Regions from separate parts of the Danio rerio genome. Here region 2 is linked to region 1. Evidence: chromatin contacts called from public Hi-C data. All regions are on one chromosome and are shown on one strand. Each heading gives the region's core, a stretch centred on a gene start, on an enhancer-like site or on the middle of the called end of the contact. The rest is flanking DNA. Distances are from core to core; before and after follow the strand shown. Region 1 has its middle 88 kb from the start of hspb9. Region 2 has its middle 12 kb from the start of hspb9.

Region 1 (3,473 bases), core at 555-3,054:
TGTTACTGATTAAAAATATGTTCAGTTTTTCCTCATTGAAGTAAATAGGATGTGTAATTGCATGCCTGAAAAAGCTGTCTTTCCTAAGACTTTCCTTGAAAATTGACTTTCGTCCACAAATTATTTTTTCTGTTGTCAGACCTCTCTGCTGGGAATGGGAGAACTTGTATCTGCATTGCATTCTCTTTATTTATATTTTTGTAATTGTCTTAATACTTTCCACAACTGCAGGTCAACACATCTTTTGGTAAAATCTATATCTACAGTGGTATATACTGGCTCTGTAGGCTCTTTTTAGCAACACTGACTCAGCCAATACTGTGAGAATGGGGCAGGCAATAATAATCATTTTTGTTAGTTACGATACATTAGATCTCCCCCCTTTAAATCTGTCACATTCAGAAATAGAGAGAGAGAGAGAGAGAGAGAGAGAGAGAGAGAGAGGGAAAGAGAGAGATTATTAGTGTTCCTGCATTAGCTAACTTTTCACAAATAATTTTGAGCATGTTTGCAAGTTGATTGATCTCCAGCAACTTCTAGTGAAGCATGTTGGTCTTCTTGCGATTACTCAGAGGAATGAAGGCTCCGACATCTGTCACTAATTTACTACTGTTACTATTAATTTTTGAGGGAAGTGCATTTATTTTGAACTGCGATCAAAACTGACTGGAACAACCTGTTTATTAAACAATTTTATTGCACATTTTCCAGCCAATCAAAATCAGTAATTTCAACAGACAATGAAATAATGTTATTATACAGCATGCACACACATATTATTGTTTTCAGCTGTTTGTTTACTCTGAAATACTAAAAAAATACTATATCTAACTGTATCTATGAAACTCTTTTTTTTTCCTTCCTATTGCATCTCTGATATATGTGTACATTAGAGACAGATAGATAGAACGATAGACAGATAGATAGAACGATATAGACAGATAGACAGATAGATAGAACGATATAGACAGATAGATAGATAGATAGATAGATAGATAGATAGATAGATAGATAGATAGATAGATAGATAGATAGATAGATAGATAGATAGATAGATAGATAGATAGATAGATAGATAGATAGACGGATAGGCAGACAGACAGACAGACAGACAGACAGACAGACAGACAGACAGACAGACAGACAGACAGACAGACAGACAGACAGACAGACAGACAGACAGACAGACAGACAGACAGATAGATAGATAGATAGATAGATAGATAGATAGATAGATAGATAGATAGATAGATAGATAGATAGATAGATAGATAGATAGATAGATAGATAGATAGATAGATAGATAGATAGAAAACCCTTTGGAAGCTTTCTTCTTTTCCCTTTTTAGTTCACTCTGTAGCCTCTAAAAATTACACCCTTTTTTTAGGTGAGCGAATAGTCTGGATGAAAGATCTCTTGACATTTAAGTTTCGGTGGTCGTTTTTCCATTAAGCTGTATGGATTGGTCCATTTTCTCCATCCAGTGTGTCGTTTAGTGAAGGACCCCATCTGCTTGGGGTTTTTAGATTGCTATTTTGGACAGGTGTTGCCATGAAGAATACACACAACCAAAAGTCACCCTGTTGAAATATACACATGCTTACTTGTATCGCCAGCCTTTTACACATCTGTTTATATCTCTTTTTATTTCAGTGTCCATATCCGTCTCTCTTTCTCTGTCTCCCTCTTTATCTTTCCTTCCCTCCCCCTCCCTTTCTTTTCTTATGCGTACAGAAATACACTGTTTTTCACCCTAAGACCTCTCTGTGTATCTCACTATAGTCGATTGTATGCAGAGTTCAGTGGTAGAGGTGCTTCATCTTGTGTCATCAGAGGGTGGTCCTATTTAGATAGTCCAGGTTGAGGGGGGATAAGGGTGACCTTTGGGCTTTACAGGGTCATCGTCCATTAGAAAGGGATGGGTGGATGCCACTAGTTGTCTTGCTTTGACAATTTGTCTCCTAGTATCGTTTTTTTTTTTAGACTGTCCTGTCTAATCCACTCCTCCAATAAACAAATAGGTGCTGCCTCTGTTTCTTACTCTTCTACTCCTCATGTTTCACTGTTGGCTTTCTTTTGTTCTTTATCCAGCTTTACTCTTTCAGCAGACAGCTAATAAATTCCAAAGTGTCTGGCAACCATTGGCACATTAGCTGTAAAAGATGCCGTTTCTGTCTGAGTTTTATCAGAAATTGTGCCAGTGCTACTGAAAAGACTGGGGTCAGTCAAGGAAACTTTGGTCTCATGACTTTGGTGCGTTCCAATCCGTTCTGCTCTGCGTCTTTGTCGCTGCATAGTTAATTCCTAGAAAGCAATTTCTGTTCAACAGCTCTGTCTTTGTGTAATCCGAAAAACACTACCGATGGGATTAAACGGCAACACTGACTAGAAAGCTGATTACCTTTGGGTAATAACTAAACCCAATCAACCAATCACAGGAATGACATCTACTGTATAAGATAATGAAGCTCACAAGGCTGTCAAGAACATTTTGACCTAAATGGCGAAAATAAAACTTGCAAAACAAAATCACAGCTTTTCAAACTTATTCACTTCCATTTTCAGTTGATTATGAGAAACAATTGCAGGGAGACCCAAAATTTGGCACAAATATGTATATTAGCTGCAGTTATTTCTTTTTGTTTATTTGTTTGTGAATCACCTTTTAAATGCATTATTAGATGAACCAATGTAATTCTGATTTGCATTATAGTATTTATTTATTGTTTATTTTAATTGTAAAGTATTTACTGTCAACTAGGGATATAACAATTCACCTCACATTTCGATACAATTCACGATACTAATCACAAGATTCAGAATTTATTTATGATTTTTTGACAAAAATAATTTCAAACTAATTTAAGGTGAAGAGCCCTTTCATTTTTTTTTTTTGCAATGCTTCACATATTTTGCAAAATAATGAATTTTCTGCCATAACCAAGTTGCTATTTTAAAAACCAACTAAAGAGCTAAATCTTAAACATTTTTAAATATTCAGTGAGAAAAATTATTAAAATATGCATAAACTAATTTGAAAAGGAGAGGCTTGAAATAATCGAATACTTGGTTCTGCAATAGAACAACTTTCCTTTTCAGTCTGAAATGCATCTTCACACATACTTTCATTATGAAAACACTGATGCACTGTGTGATCTCCGTAGCACTCGTCGGAGCAAGCGGAGCTGCAAATCATCCGGTTCTCATGGTTTGGCTTATTAGTAGTTGTTTGCATATAGACGTCTGTGACAGACATTTTTCACCGCGCTGACGGTTTATGTGCATCATATTTGTTGTTTTGCAGTGTAAGTAAATGTCTTTTTGCAGCATTATAAGGGATACCTCTACGTTTTCAATTGATTACATTAAATGACAGCGCTGTCATTTTAAAAATGCGCCCTTCTGAAGTGAAAGCATTCCATTGCTTTCCTAACCGTTTATTTAAGACAAAATTTGTTGTCTAAAAAAAAAAC
Region 2 (3,544 bases), core at 723-3,222, 76 kb before region 1:
TTTCCGGCAATCTTCCTTCTGCCATTACCCCCAGATGGGACCATCTCGTTGCAAAGAAACAAGCTCAGGGCTCCCATTGATTTAGCGTTATGGACGGTTTTTGATGTTATAATATGTTATATTGTTGGAGCAATGTGTTAATAAAGTTATTACTTCCCAATGTTATAATAACATTGTATTGTTGGAGCAATGTGCTAAAAAAGTTGAGTATGAGTACACAGTGGATTCACGTTTATTATTATTATTATTATTTCAACTCCCGGTCCGCAGTAAAATTGTCAAGCGTTGACCGATCCACAGTTAGAAAAAGGTTGGGGACCACTGCCCTACACTGTTCATTTTACAAAAAAAACAGCAGTCAAACATATGTCGAATACATTTTTGTCGTTTCACAAAATGTAGACTGAAGTACATATTTCCAATGAGCTTTTGTTGCATATACAACAACTGCGGTATACAACCAAACCAATCTAGACTCAAAGCCATATTTTTGATGAAACTCGTTTGTGAAATGCAACCGACAGTTCTTATGAAAGGTTTTTGAGCCTCTATGGAGATTTTGAGACTCAAAAGCTCATATTATTGTCACTGATAGTGTGAACTTAGGCCTAGGCACTTGAGGTTTATACTTCTGCATTGAGCAAATGCTGTAGCATAGTCCACAGGTTTTCATGTTCAGTGTTGAGTTTGATGCCATTTTAAGTTTAGACTCATGGAACTGATAACGACGGAAACTGAAGAGATTGTGCTGCAGTTGAAGTTGTAAAACATATACTTTTAGGGAAATTACTAATTTCAATATTGTATTATGTACAATATTGTGTGCATATTAATGATTAATGAATTATAGAACAAAAAAAGGATGCTTTTTAGAGTCTAAATGACACATCCTTTTGATTTTCTCCACACAAAAAAAGTCTTTCATTTAAAATTTGTTTACCAGTTTTCAAGAACAATAGGAAGTTGGGAAAGGTATTGATTTTTGGTCATTCATGCACACACACACAAACACACACACACACACACACACACACACACACACACACACACACACACACACACACACACATATTATGTTTCTGATTTGTATGGATTTTCTACACTGTAAAAAATGCTTGGTTCCACACAATCAATTTGTGTTGGGACAACATGAAGGAATTAAGTTAACTTTTTCAAGAGTTCACTCTTAGATATTGCATGATAATAATAGCAGGTTTGGCATGCTGTCCCGGGAATGAACCCTGAGGTTGGAGATCATTGAGCCCAGGGCTCCTGCCTGGTCAATGAGCATGTTAAGGGCTACGAAATCAGGTAGTTCTTGAGAGTTCCCCCTGGTTAAGGATGAAAGGGGGAGATGGGGTGGATGGGGGTTTCTGCAAAAAAAGAAGATATGGGAGTAATGCTAGTAGTCAGGCTATTTATAGTGAGTTTGGACTGATCCTATTGGCTTACTAATGATTACGGATGAGAGACCAGCCACAATCAATCATATCACATGCTTCTCTTGAAATTAGTTTGTGAAACATTAGTGAATTGTTCATAAAACATTCAAGTTGTCCCCAAAAACTCAAGAATTTTATTATAATAACAAAATAAGTAGTTTAAAGAAGCAGCAAACTAATTTCTGAATGTATAGACAAATTTTTACATTGACTAAACAAAATTTACTGCCACCGAACCCAGCTTTACCCCTAACCTAAAAAACCTGTTTGTATTTTTACACGTTACACTTTTTCCCCTTGTGGGAACTGAAGGGCGGCCCCCAACTTGTCAAAAATCTTAGGTTTTACTATCCTTGTCCATCCCCACAGTGTAGCATAAACAAGTACATGCACACACACACACACACACACACATGCAGAGTAACATCTGGTCTGGTGGCTGTAGAATCAGGGCCATTAGCTGAGCGGTGTCCAATAAATGAACAGTTGCTCAGATCTTAAGATTTGAAGAATTCCTTTGCTGACCTGAGAACAGCTGCTGTCTAGAACAGATCCTGTACGGCTTTCATTGTGCGCAGCAGTCCAGACACACCCCTCAATCCTCAAACAATTGTGTCCATGTAAATCTGCAAGAGAGTCAGGAGAGCAAAAAAAGAAAAGACGGCAAGGGACGGACAGAGGAGAAAGGCAGTTCTCCAAGTCCAGAAATCAAACAGGAGAGTGAAAAGTGCTTTTTACGGTCATTAGTTGTGAGGAAGCTATTTTAAAAGCTTGCAAAGCTAAAAGTTACTCATTATTTCAAGAAGTAAAACTACAGTGTCCTTACTACTGTACCTAGAGTTACTTAAAGGGGATCAGTTTTATTATAGAGATTTATATTGGTTAATTGTTTTAATTGCTTAGAAAATGAGAAAAAATAGAAGAAAAAAATGAGAAAATGTAATAATAATTTAAAATCATATTTATATAAAAAAGGGGCAGCGCAGTGGCTAAGTGGGTGGTGCTGTCACCTCACAGCAAGAAGGTTGCTGGTTCAAGCCTTGGCTGGTTCAAGCCTTGGCATTTCTGTGTGGAGTTTGTATGTTCTCCCCGTGTTGGCGAGGGTTTCTTCCGGGTGCTCCGGTTTCCCCCACAGTCTAAAGACATGCGGTATTGGTGAACTGGGTAATTGTCCGTATTGTATGTGTGTAAATGAGAGTGCATGTAAATGGGTGAGTGAATGGGTGTTTCCCAGTGATGGGTTGCAGCTGGAAGGGCATCCGCTGCATAAAACATATGCTGGATAAGTTGGTGGTTCATTCCGCTGTGGTGACTCCAGCTTAATAAAGGGACTAAGCCGAAAAGTAAATTAATGAATGAATGAATTCATATAAAAATATAGTAAATAATTTAATTGGTGATCCTATCAGATGTTTCATTAAGGTAGATGATGCCTTTAAAATAAAGAACAAATATAAATATATATACTGTACATATAAAATTAAATAAAAAATAATTTATGAGATATAAAATAAAATAATGATAAAAAAATTATATAAAATAATTCAAATAAAGAAATAAGCAAAAATACCGTACATACCTTACATATCATAAAATAGGGCTAATAATTATAACATTCTAAAATACACACATTTTTAAATATGTGTACACGATTTTTGTAAATTAGAAAGTATTTAACTGTAATATGAACTGTATTTTACAGTAGGACAGTAATTCAGTATGTTACTGTATTTTAAAGTTACATTGTGAAAATTACAGTATATTTTACAGTAAAGATATTCATACAATCTTAAGATAGTAAGATAAATAGTGCTGTACATGTAGATACAGTATTCTTGCTGTAATTTATTTACAGTAACTTACTGGCAAACTGCTGCCACTATGTTACTGTAGATTTTGCAGGAAATTGTGAATGAACATTTTACTTATTTTTGTGCGTGAGTGTTAAAATGGACTTTACATACAATTGCGCCATTACGTTACTACACTGTAAAACCCAATAAGTTAAGGTAACTCAAACTATTAGTGGAAACCGACTGCAACAAACCATTTAAGTTCAAAAACTAATCCTAATAAGTAGTGTGAACTTAATCCATTTGAGT

The links. A called contact is a pair of places that touch in the nucleus more often than the background predicts.
Region 2: a contact with region 1 is called in a Hi-C map of an unstated tissue, with 5 times the contacts expected there. The contact joins two enhancer-like sites. A contact is called at or near these places in 3 of 18 Hi-C or Micro-C datasets (embryo, hematopoietic stem cells and an unstated tissue).

What each region holds. Positions count from the first base shown.
Region 1 is chr3:32,020,697-32,024,169 of GRCz12tu, reverse strand. It overlaps a transcript of rarab not described here. Among named protein-coding and RNA genes, the nearest start is that of hspb9, 88 kb to the left of the region's middle. Within about 2 kb of position 1,804, at least 7 of the 62 cell types and tissues checked have an H3K27ac peak or open chromatin away from gene starts, as enhancers often do.
Region 2 is chr3:32,096,664-32,100,207 of GRCz12tu, reverse strand. No RefSeq gene overlaps it. Among named protein-coding and RNA genes, the nearest start is that of hspb9, 12 kb to the left of the region's middle. Within about 2 kb of position 1,972, at least 7 of the 62 cell types and tissues checked have an H3K27ac peak or open chromatin away from gene starts, as enhancers often do.